Linked DNA regions of Ovis aries: region 1 is linked to region 2. The links are chromatin contacts, called in public Hi-C maps. All regions are on one chromosome and are shown on one strand. Each heading gives the region's core, a stretch centred on a gene start, on an enhancer-like site or on the middle of the called end of the contact. The rest is flanking DNA. Distances are from core to core; before and after follow the strand shown.

The links. A called contact is a pair of places that touch in the nucleus more often than the background predicts.
Region 1: a Hi-C map of mixed tissues shows a contact between it and region 2, with 3 times the contacts expected there. The contact joins two enhancer-like sites. A contact is called at or near these places in 4 of 16 Hi-C or Micro-C datasets (hypothalamus, mixed tissues, skin fibroblasts and 1 more).

What each region holds. Positions count from the first base shown.
Region 1 is chr3:57,995,655-58,001,757 of ARS-UI_Ramb_v3.0, reverse strand. POLR1A (RNA polymerase I subunit A) reads left to right here. Exons shown (of 33, transcript XM_060412103.1): 8 at 374-479; 9 at 747-909; 10 at 2,681-2,851; 11 at 3,623-3,745. Among named protein-coding and RNA genes, the nearest start is that of POLR1A, 24 kb to the left of the region's middle. Within about 2 kb of position 1,612, at least 8 of the 54 cell types and tissues checked have an H3K27ac peak or open chromatin away from gene starts, as enhancers often do.
Region 2 is chr3:57,788,141-57,794,428 of ARS-UI_Ramb_v3.0, reverse strand. It overlaps a transcript of ST3GAL5 not described here. Among named protein-coding and RNA genes, the nearest start is that of ST3GAL5, 19 kb to the right of the region's middle. Within about 2 kb of position 2,673, at least 8 of the 54 cell types and tissues checked have an H3K27ac peak or open chromatin away from gene starts, as enhancers often do.

The sequences.
Region 1 (6,103 bases), core at 363-2,862, 210 kb before region 2:
ATAGCTGTGGTGGGCATTGCTTAATACAGTTTGACATGTGTCTTGAAGGTGCAGTGTAACTCACCTTATTTTTTTTTAATGTATTTTATTTGCTTATTTATTTTCATTATTGTTATTTTTTTTCACTGCACCACGTGGCATGTGGGATTTTGGTTCCCTGACCAGGGATGGACCGTGCACCCCTTGCAGTGGAAGTGCAGAGTCTTAACCACTGGACCGCCAGGCAATTCCTTCATTAGTTTTTATGGAGACACGTGATCTTATTCTCCGTATTGTCCTATATTCTGGGCTTTTTGTAAAAATTTTTGTGGTCATCCTTCCATGCTCTTAATGTATAGGTTTAAATGATCTTTTTGATTTATTTCAAACACAGGGTTCTTTCTGAATTACCTTTTTTTGGGACTGGAAGATGTTGGCATGGAGTCCAGGTTCAACCCCAGTATGTTCTTTCTGGATTTCTTGGTGGTACCACCCTCAAGGTAATACCCTTTCATTGGCTTTATTTCACCTGAAAAAGGTTTATGGAATAATTGAATAATGACCTCTGGGAGAGAAAGGAAGGGTCAAAGGTGCTGAAAAATAGAGCAGCAGTTCCACTCCCAGCTGGCAGGTGGTGGGACTATTTTCCTCTTCATTTTTCCTGAGTGCAGGAGGAATGTGGGTTTCCTTTGGAGCTGGGGGCATGTGAGTAGGGATGGATAAGAGGCTGAGGGAAGTGTTCACTGATTCCACATGTCCTCCTGCAGGTATCGCCCTGTCAACCGCCTTGGGGACCAGATGTTCACCAACGGGCAGACGGTGAACTTGCAGGCTGTCATGAAGGACGTGGTTCTGATCCGAAAACTTCTGGCACTGATGGCCCAAGAACAGGAGCTGCCAAGTGAGGTGGCAGCACCCACCACAGAAGAGGTCAAGAGCTGATATCATAGTTCTAGCTTCCTACGCTGTGGGTGCTGAATGCTGTGGGTCCTGGGAGATACTGGTTGGCAATTCTGTATGGTTGTGTGTGCGCCATGGGTTTGGCAGGACTGGGCAATGTCTGGGGGAAAGTGTGGGTCTGAGCATGACCCCAATGACTGTGCCCAGTGACCTTGATTGAGTTGCTTTGGTTTCTTGTTCCCATCTCCACAATAAAATGAGTGATCTGTGGGGAGGTTTTACCCGTGATTGTGGTCTGGGCTACCTGCTCTCACTGGCAGTTCTAGAAAGAACAGTCTGTGGTCCTCAGGCTCTGAGCCTGGCCCTACTGGGCTCTGGTACCAGAGACCCGTGCCACCTAGGTCTGATTTTGGCTCATGAAGATCTCTAGCATCAGGGTCAGGAAGTCAGTGTTGGCATTTGGAGGAGTTTCCTGGAATGGGAGTGTCAGATTTGGGGCTCAGTTTTCTCCCCAATAAATGGTGGAGCTGAATTCCATTTTCCTGTTTCAGCAGACGTTTCCTGAATCCCTTTTAGTATGCTAGGTCTACAGTGCGTATAAAGATGAGTCAGGCACTCAGGAAGTTTGTTGAGATTGCTGACATCCTTCCCAGCTTTAAGACGCTTTCTAAATGCAAATAGGAAGGACTGTCTCAGCCTTAAGTAGACCAGACAGGCTCCCAGGCTCCCTTCCCTGAGTAGGACCGGCCCATCACCAGGTGGCGCCACAGTCTGTCAGGGACACCCGTGTGTGGGTTACTCAGCCTTTCTGCTTGGATTTCTTTGGTTTTGCTTAAGTTTTCTGATCTGCCTGTGTAAATGTGCTTTTTAAAAAAGTGCTCAATATTAGAGATATCTGCCGTCTGCAGGTTCTGGTCTAGTTTCAGAGAGATGGCCATAGGATTGCCACGTCCAGTGACCAGAGCTAAGGATTTTATGTTGATGTCTCTTGAAAGTAGGGTAGCCTTTGTCCAAGAAAAAAGCTAAATCTCGGCAGAAATGAGCAGCATCCTCTCAGATTCCTAAGGTCATTGCTGCCTGAAGTCACAGTGCCCTCTTTTCCATCTGATCAATAGCAAGGGTTCTTTCTTCCCATACTTGCACAGTGGCCCTCTCATGAATCATGAATGCCTGGGTGTGACTAGGCGTACACCATTCCAGGCACTGAGGATACACCAGTGAGACTGGTCTCACCCATTTCACAAGTAGGTTTGTGGCCCTGAGTCAGCTGATACCTTCAGAAGTGAGTTAGTCTGACAGGGGTGCTGTCATCATACAGGGGTCCCTGGGAGGCTCCTTCAGCCAAAATAGAAACCACACCTGTCTTCTCTATAACTGAGAAGTCTTCTGTTCCTCAGGATTGAGGACAGGCCCACTTTATCACCAGAGGGTTGCATGACATGCTCACTTACTGGATCCCCCTTCATCAGTGCTGACAGGTTTCTTCTCTCATTGGGTCGAGGGACCATTTGTCTCTCTCCTGTGTCGTACATACCCAGCCCAAGGGGCCCAGTCCAGGTGGCCAGACAGTCGGTCAGTTGGTGGTGCTCTAGGGCAGCTTACCGCCTCATATGTTGTCGATGCACACAGACAAGATTGATTTATGAGCACTTGGGCCACAAATCTGTCAAGTTCAAAAGACTTAAAGGCCAACTTCAGAGTTCATCATTTGTCAAAGCTCAAGTGAAAGAAAAGCGGAACCAGGCCTGGCCTTCTTGAGGGCTTTCCATCACGCCCGTTTTCCTTGGTTGTGTCTTGGCAGGAAAAAGATTCTTCGATGACTATGGACCGATCCTTTCTGAGTCAGCTTCCAGGCCAGTCCCTCACAGACAGACTTTACAACATTTGGATTCGCCTTCAGAGCCACGTTAATATTGTGTTTGATAGCGAGATGGACAAATTAATGATGGAAAAGTACCCCGGTATTAGACAGGTGAGCAGTTGGATCCCCATTGCTAGCCGAAGGGGTTAAATAATAAACATGTTTGTCTTAAGGAAGAAAATAGTAACCATACTTGTTTTTTTTTTCCTTGACAGTGATTGTTTTATTTTAACCAATTGGCACTACTATAGTTTTGGTTTACTTTTTATTTTATTATTTTTTAGTGTAAAATATGAAAGATTTATTTCAGCTGTATAAAATAACTGAAAGAGGAATAAAAGAAGATATTAATAAAAGATGGCCCTAACTGAAGAAGTGAATGAAACTAAAATTGCAGACCAAAAAACCCAAACATAATAAATATGTGCATAGTATTGGGTTGGCCAAAAAGTTTGGGTTTATCCATCCTTTCTCGCCAACCCGTTACCATTATACAAGCTTGTGAATAATAGAAGTATCATCTTTCATACTCATGCTCAATTGCTAAGTTGTGCCCACAATTAAATATGGCATATATATGTTCTAGAGCTTCCCTGGTGGCTCAGTGGTAAAGAACCCACATGCCAGTGCAGGAGATGTGGGTTCAACCCTTGGGTTGGAAAGATCTCCTGGAGGAGAAAATGGCAACCCACTCCAGAATTCTTGGCTGGAGAATCCCATGGACAGAGGAGGCTGGTGGGCTACAGTCCATTGGGTCACAAAAGAGTTGGACATGACTTAGCAACGAAAAAACAGCAACATATATTTTCTAACAACTTAATAATTTTAAGTCTTGATTTTTAAATTTTTTTAATGATTGCTGTGGACTTTTCCCCCATAAAGATCCTGGAGAAGAAGGATGGTTTGTTCCGAAAGCACATGATGGGGAAGCGCGTAGACTACGCAGCCCGCTCGGTCATCTGCCCGGACATGTACATCAACACCAACGAAATTGGAATTCCCATGGTGTGTGCTGTTAGGTGGCAGATGGGAGTGGCGAGAAAGGCTGGGGAGAAGGCTTGGGATCATGGTGGCTTGGGTGAAGACAGCATCTGCCTCTCCCCATATTGAGTCTTTAGAAGGGGACCCTGAGGCCATGGCGTTGCCCTCACTCCCCGCCAGGTCTCCAGACACGCTCCACCCACAAGGAAGACCCCTGCTCCTGGGCTACCAGGGCGCAGCCTATAGGGTGCATATCCCACCCGCCTCTCCTCTTCCTGCCCATCTTGGTCTAGTCATTAAAGCTTTCTAGACAGATGGAATACATGACAGAGATGAGGAGGGAGCGGGGCTTTCTGTCCCGTGTACTTGCCTGGCATCAGGAGTCAGCCGCGGAGGAAGGAAGAGAGCCCCAGGGAGCAGGCGTCACTCCCAGATCGTCAGGGGTAGGCAGTTTGCCCTGTCCACCCATTAGTGTTTCCTTAGGGAGCCAGTTTTCTTTTCTCACTTCCCCACCACTTGAGGCTGCGGTACTCATTAGCAACAGCTCCTTCATCATCTTCCTCCTTAATGGGCCTGGAGGTCAGTAATAGAAGATGGTTTAATTCTCCCTGCGGAGCAGCTCATTTCCTCACACACCGCCCTGCCACTCTCAGGGGAGGACTGGCAAGGAGCAGAGAGCAGAGCTCGAGTGTTCTGATGGTCTCCTGCGTGCTGCCTCCTTGTCCCCCAGGCACACGTGGGCTTCCTAGGCAAGGGCTCTTGTGTGAGGGGACAAGAGTCAGAGAACACCCATTCCTGGGTACCAGGGGTCTCTGCATCCGGAAGCTGGGTCAGGTGGCAGGGAAAAGCACGGGGAAGCCCAGTGGTGACATTCCTGAGTCCGAGGCCCTGGGAGGAGGGGCCTGTGACCTGTTCATTGCTTTCTTTGGACAGAGGAGGACAGGGACCTCTGTTGGCTTTAGGCTCATGGTGCCTCCAGGGTCCCCAGCTTCAGGAGAGACCTTTAGTGTTGCTCCTCTTTCCACCTTCAGCGGTCTTCTCTTTCTTGGATCTTGGTTCATTTGGTACTGGAGGGACTAAGTTCCCCCTCTGCCCACCTCCAGGCCTGCCCTAAGCCTAGGGCCATGGTGGCCTGTTGCTCACAGGATGGTTTTCAGGAGCAGAGCGTGTGAAACTGCCTCTTGATCTCTTGTGCACACCCTTCCCATTGAGCACTGTGGACAGGTGTTATAGAAGCAGGGGAGGTGAAGGTTGGGGGATAAGCTAGAGACCCAGTCATGAACCAGACAAGACTAGTGTGTCCTTGTGAAGCTTATATTCCAGTGGTGGAGACACATCAACAGATAAGACAAGTAAGGATATTCCTCGACTTATGATGATGTGGTGGTAAGTTAAAAATGCCATATGTCAAAAGTGCATTTAATGGACCTAACCTACTGAACAGCATAGCTTAGTCTAACCCACCTTAAACCTGCTCAGAACACTTATGTTAGCCTACCGTTGGGCAAAATCATCCAGTGCAAAGCTGATTTTGTAATAGTGTTGAATGTCTCATAGAAGTTATTGAACACTGTCCTGAAAATGAACAACAGGATGGCTCTAAGTGTATGGGATATTTATGATCCCAGGGCCGACAGCCAGCAGCTGAGGCTTACTGCCCCTGCGCACCCTCACAAGAATATCACACCACGTTTCACAAGCCCAGAGAAAGACCAGAATTCAAAATGGGGAGTATGATTTCTACCAAATACGTGTTACTTTCACACCGTTACAGAGTCCGAAAAATCCTAAGTTGGGCACAGTCTATACATAAATACTCTGTCAGGCAGTGGTCAGTGCGTCGGCAGAGGGGGAGAGGGCCAGAGGGCGGGGAGCACCGGGCAGGGTGACGGGGGTTGGGGTGGGGGTGCCATTCACACAGGCTGGCCAGTGTTCAGCGAGTTCCTTTCCATGGGACTTCTCAAGAGTCTCTAACATAGGTATATGCCATTTGAAGCACCAAAGGGTTTTAATATTCAGCAGCTCAGAACTCACTTAACCAGGGCACTCATTTTTCTTGGAGTGTGGTGCAGGCCTGGCGTGTCAGATGGATCACTGCCATTTTCTCATCAATCGGGGGACCGAATCAGGTTTATCTCAGGCCAGATAAAGAGATTTAAGATGCCATGTCTGGGCTCAGGCCACCATCAATTAGTGATGACTGCTGGGGGTGAGGGGAAGGGAATTATAGGTGGAGGAGGGTGATACTTGAGAGCAGGTATTCACCAATTGTCTAAAGGTCATGTTCCAGGCTATATTCCATCATTTGGGACCTCGAATTTATTGGCAGACTAGGAAATGATAAAATTTTTAAATAGGTTAAAAAAAATTTTGCTGCATAAA
Region 2 (6,288 bases), core at 1,424-3,923:
TTACATGAGAACATATCTCAGTTTGGACAGGCCATATTTGAATTACTCAGCAGCCACATGTGGTTCATGGTATCTTTGTCTCCTATAAACACTGAAGGTATTTATGGTGATAAAGAGGGCAATCAGAGCTAACAGTAGAGGGGTTCAATTATCTGCCAAGAGAATCAAGATTCATGAGAATCTTAAGAGTGTTTTGTGGTTCGCAGAGGGTGACATCTTACATACTACTCTCTACAACAAACCCACATACTATAAAATATAGGACAGAAATAAAGATAAATGCTGTACTGACTCACTATATCCTTACCTGTTTTAGACATTAAATATGTATATGTATAGGCCATGTTATATACACATTATATATGTATATGTATAGGTCACGTGTTGCTGCTTGCTATGCCCCCAGGCACATATATATTATGTATATATAGACATATATGTATGTATGTTCTTTTAATGTTCACAGAACCCATATGAGTTTGGTACCATTATTATCCTCCTTTTACAAATGAGGACATTGAGGCTCAGGGAGGTCAAGAAACTGTAGGGGATGGAGCAGGGATTCAGACTCAGGCAAACTGACCTGGAGGTGGTAGATGAGGCAAATGCATCTCTGTTTTTGTAGCACTCAGCACATTCACACCCCACATCAGAAGAGCTCCCATCGAAATTCCTGAGAGGATGTCTTGAGGTGGTCTCTGGTCCAAGTTCCTGCCTTTCCAGGCATAGTATCCTCACTCTCCATGGCAACTTCCTCACTGGTCCTGCCTCACAATAGGACTTCCCGTCTCCAGTCCTACCTCGAGAGAGGTCTCTCCAAACTCCAGTTCCAGTTTAAATCCCTCTCGCACAGTTGCTTCTTTTATCTCAGGATGAAATTCCAACCCACCATGGCACGGTCTGCTTCCTTTTGCAGCCTCTCAGTATGTTGTTCCCTCCAGGGCTGGGCCTTCAGACACGCACTTCAGTGCCAACTGTCCCTGCTCAGGGGCACCTGCTTCGCCAACCCCCGCCAAGTCCTATCCATTATTCCTTCCAGAAGTGGGGGGAGGCTTTTCTAAGCTCCCTCCCAAACACACAATACACCCAAGTCCCCCAAATGTAAAATATCTCCTAACACTGCCCTCATATCCAATGTAGAATAAGTTAACAAGAAAAATGAGGAAAATATTAACATTGGTGATGGGTCTACTTGTCTAATTTTAAAAATGAGATGAGAGCTTTTTGAAGAAGAGGCTGTATCTGTGTTGCTTCTTGCTATACCCGCAGGCACATACTCCCTGCCTGATTAAAAATGAGGTTACGTGAATGACAGTATGCCTGTTTGGGATCCTGCCCAAGAGCTGGTTTTCCACATTTTTGGAGCAGAGAGTAAAAGGGACGTGTGATTTAGGCATAAAAGGAAATTGTATGTTTTAGTGATGCCTCTCACAGACCTGAATAAATGTTGTCGGTTTTAGGAATTCAAACACTCTTAACTTGTTCTGAGCTTAAAATGACTCAGACAAAGCTTTCCTCTGCCTCATGTGGTTTTTCCCTCTCCTTCAGGCTCTCAGTGGCCAGGGCCTGTCAACCTTTGGGTTGTTCCCAGTCCCTGTTCCTCCAGTTCCTTTTCTGGGGTCATTGTCACTTTCTGATTTGTCGTTCTATATGACTATTTTGGTTCTTCTGTTCCTAAGGACAAAAAGTATTATTGAACATAGTCAGCCCTCCATGTTGACCAACTGCAGATCAAAAATACTCAAAAAGGAACATTTCCTGAAAGTTCCAGAAAACAAAACTTGAGTTTGCTGTGTGCCAGCAGCTATGAACATAGCATTTATGTTGTATTAGGTATTATAAGTAATCTAGAGCTGACTTAAAATATATATGGGAAGATATACATAGATTATATGCGAATACTGCATCATTTAATATAAAAGACTTGAGCATCCATGGATTTTGGTATCCAAGAAGTGGTGGTGGTCCTGGAACCAATTTCCTGTAGATATCAAGGGACCGCTATACCAGATTACTACAGAAACTGCCTCCCGAATCCTCCGCCTTCCCTTCCCAACTTAGCAGCTAACTGCTCCCTGAGGAATATTGCTGAGGTCCTATTTGGTGACCTCTCTTCATAATCTCAAAGCATAAGAACCTGTACGCATACTCTTTCTTCTGGGAGGTGGGATCTTGGTTATTTTAGAATTTGCGCACTCACTCGCCCATTATACTCCAGTTTAGGGAAAGGTCCCCATGTTGGAGCTTGAGTCCCAGAGTGGCTGTTGTTAACTGTTCTTTCTACTGACTGTCACTTTTTCCTATTAAGTATTATTTATGCAGCCTGGCTACTTGCATTCCCTTTAGATGAAGAGGGAGATCTTCCACTGAAAAGGTGGCTTTTAGATTTTGCTGTGTTTGTGGCATTCAGGAGGGTGCCGCAGATGTGCTCTGCTGTGGTATCTTCTGCATGTCTAATTTGCTGTCACATGGGTGCCCACCACCCAGGAGATATTACGTAAGATGTTTTGTTAGAGCTTGGGAGGGACCTGGGCAGTTCTCCGGGCAGTTACCTCAGTTTACTCCAGTGTCCTGTCTTATCCCTTCTGGCCTCCTCCTCTTATCCCCCTCTGTTACCCCTGCCTCGGCTGTGAAATCATCTCAGTGCGTGGTGGAACAGTGACAGCTGGTGGGGCCTTCTTGCATGCTTTGCTTTTTTGTTTTTTTTCTACTAGCAGCCTGAATTTGTTATGCAGGCTGGATCTCAGCAGGCTGGGTGCTAAAAGAACAGCCGCTGCCAGCTCAGTCACCAAGTTCTGTGGCCTCTTCCTTTACCACTCTTGTCAGCCCCCATCTCTCTGTCCCTCTCCGTCTCCCCTGCTCCATCAGCCCTGGCTGCAGTGGTCATCAGAGCCCCTTGACCATCCCTCCCGTGGCCTCTTACATCCCTGTGTGAGCTCTCTGCCTTCCTGCTTAAGGACCACTTAAGGTCACTCCTCCTCTGGGGCCAATTTGGAGGCCCTCATTCCTTCTTTTCTCAAATTTTTGATGTTCACTCATTTATTTGACTGTGCCAGGTCTCAGTTGCAGCACGAAGGATCCTTAGTTGGCATGCGAACTCTTATTTGCAGCACTTAGGATCTAGTTCCTTGACCAGGGATTGAACCTGGGCCTCCTGCATTGGGAGCACAGAGTCTTAGCCCCTGGACCACCATGGAAGTCTAATGATTCCTTCTTTGCTACATCTTCTCCCACTTTCCCCCAGATCCCCTGTGACCTGGCCGGAGCAGCCATCCTGGGCATCTTGGCATGCCAGTCCTCCCATCCGGAATACCTGCCCTCTCTCTCCTTTGTGTCTCTGAGGTCCAGTCTATCCTTAAAAGACCCATTTATACTTTGTCTCCTCAAGGAGGCTTCCCTGATTTCATCTGATGGCACTAGTGTTCTGTTGCCTGGGGCACCCCAGGCATACTGCCCTGCCTCCGCTTTTTGGCATTTTGAGTATTTAGGTATTTTTGTCTTCCCTGGTTGGAGTTTTCGTTTCAAGAGAAAGGCTATGTCTTAGTTTTCTTTATATTCTCTGTGCCTGATATATGCTTATTACATGTCTGTTTTAAGTATCATTAGGTGAACAAAGCAAATTATACAACAGTACAGACCAGCCCTCCCCAGCTGGGGCTCTGCTGCTGCTGCTAAGTCGCTTCAGTCGTGTCCGACTCTATGCGACCCCATAGACGGCAGCCCACCAGGCTCCGCCGTCCCTGCGATTCTCCAGGCAAGAACATTAGAGTGGGTTGCCATTTCCTTCTCCAATGCATGAAAGTGAAAAGTGAAAGTGAAGTCGCTCAGTAAGTGTCCGACTCTTTGTGACCCCATGGACTGCAGCCTACCAGGCTCCTCCATCCATGGGATTTTCCAGGCAAGAGTATTGGAGTGGGTTGCCATTGCCTTCTCCAGCTGGGGCTCTATAAGAGGATTAAGCCTGAATGCTCTAAGGCCACCATGATAGTGGGTTGACCAAAAAGTTCATTTGGAATTTCCCATAATATCTTACAGAAAAGCCCAAACGAACTTTTTGGCCAACCCCAATATATTATGAATTAACTTCTCTCCCATGCTTCTGGAGTGATTTGAGTTATAGACCATTGCGAAAATTAAAATAGACACCCAATCCTATTATGTAGCATGGAGAGCTCTGCTCAATGTTGTGTGGCAGGCTGAATGGGAGAGGAGTTTAAGGGAGAATGAATACATGTGTATGTGTGACCGAGTCCCTTTGCTATTCACCTGAATCTATCGAAACATTGTTAATCGGCTGTACTCCAATATAAAATTAAAAGTTAAATAAAAAGAGGAAATAGACACATAAATACTTTTCTGTAGGGCTTACCTCTAGTGGAACCCAGCCTGAAGATGTCTAGTATAAGTAATATGATCCCAATCCTGATAAAACAGACATATTCCAAGAGGAAAGACAGATGCAATATAGAGCATAGTGTTAGGGGTGGACATCACTGTGTCGTAGTGTAACAACCAGTGTGTGATTTCAACATGTTCTTTCTGAAGTTTTCAACTTTGTGGTAACAGAGTTTTAAAAAAAAGTTTTTTGAATAAGCTATATTGAAGGTCCTAAACCTGGCTGTGCCTTACTATAAGGCAATGGAGAGTTCAGTTCAGTCGCTCAGTCATGTCCCACTCTTTGCGACCCCATGGACTACAGCACACCAGGCTTCCCTGTCCATCACCAACTCCTGGAGCTTACTCAAACTCATGCTCATCGAGTCGGTGATGCCATCCAACCATCTCATCCTCTGTCGTCCCCTTCTCCTCCCTTTAATCTTTGCCAGCATCTATTCCAATGAGTCAGTTCTTCGCATCAGGTGGTCAAAGTATTAGAGCTTCAGCTTAATGGAGAGTTAGGGCTTTGTTTTTAAATATAGGTTCACTGTGAGAACTATATTTAAAAACAAAATCCAGAGTCTGCATTGGCTTATAGTAAGGCACAGCCAGGGTTAGGAACTCCAGTTTGGCTTATTCACAACCCACTCCAGTATTCTTGCCTGGAGAATCCCCATGGACAGAGGAGCCTGGTGGACTACAGTCCACAGCGTTGCACAGAGTCAGACGCAACTGAAGCGACTTAGTACACACGCACCTATAGTGAACCAATCCACCAGTAGTGGATCACTGAACTGACCCTTCAGCAATGTCCCTGGAGAGCCAGGCCTCTGAGTGAGGATGACCAGCTGTCAGACCTCTGAACTTGGGTGTTGCCACTACGCACTTTGTAAATGAAGGGCCGTGTCTAGCAGGCATGACTCACCATAAGAGAAACTAGCACAGTAATGGGTACTTACAGAATACTTTCAAAAGCAAATCTAGAGGTGTTTTTTCTTAACAGCTAAGAGTGAACATTAGTTGCTGTTCAGTCGCTAAGTTGTGTCTGACTCTTCATGACCTCATGGACTATAGCACGCCAGGCTCCTCTGTCCTTCAGTACTTCCCGAAGTTTGTTCAGATTCATGTCCATTCAGTTGGTGATGCTATCTAACCATCTTATCCTTTACCACCCCTTTCTCCTTTTGCCTTCAGTCTTTCCCATCATCAGGGTCTTTTTCAATGAGTCATCTCTTCAAATCAGATGGCCGAAGTATTGGAGCTTCAGCTTCAGTCCTTCCAGTGAATATTCAGGGTTGATTTCCTTTAGGACTGAACATACCCTGGGGTTATTCAAATTAAGTCTGAGACAAGAATTTCAATGCTTGTTCTTTCTCATCAGCTGTTGCTTCAACCAGCTCTGTTTTTTTATTTTCTCTCTGAAGTTTGACCTTACTTGACCTCGCACAGAATTTTATCCATATGGTAGGTGCTGAAACCAGTAGATTGGATGAGGAACAGGGTAATTACTTAGTCTCTAAGTATCTCCCATCAAGTTACTTACTAACTACAAAGGGAAGATAGTAACTTGGTAGTGGATAAACTTGCCTTACGCAACTTTGAGCAACTGATTTAACATCAACGGTATTGGGACAAAGCAATGTCAGGGCTTTCCTGAGAAAACACACCAGGATGGACCAGTATCACTTCTGGGAAATTCCTGCCTGAAATGTGTACCTTGAATCTAATCATGAAGAAATGGGCAGATCTCCACTGAGGGACATTCTTCAAAACAACAAGGCTGTACTTTTCAAAAAATGCCAAGGTCATGAAAGATAAAGGAACTGTTTCTGATTAAAGGAGGTTAAAAAGATATGACAGCTGAATGTCACATGCGGTTCTGGATGTGTGTTCCTGTTTTTGCTCTGAGGC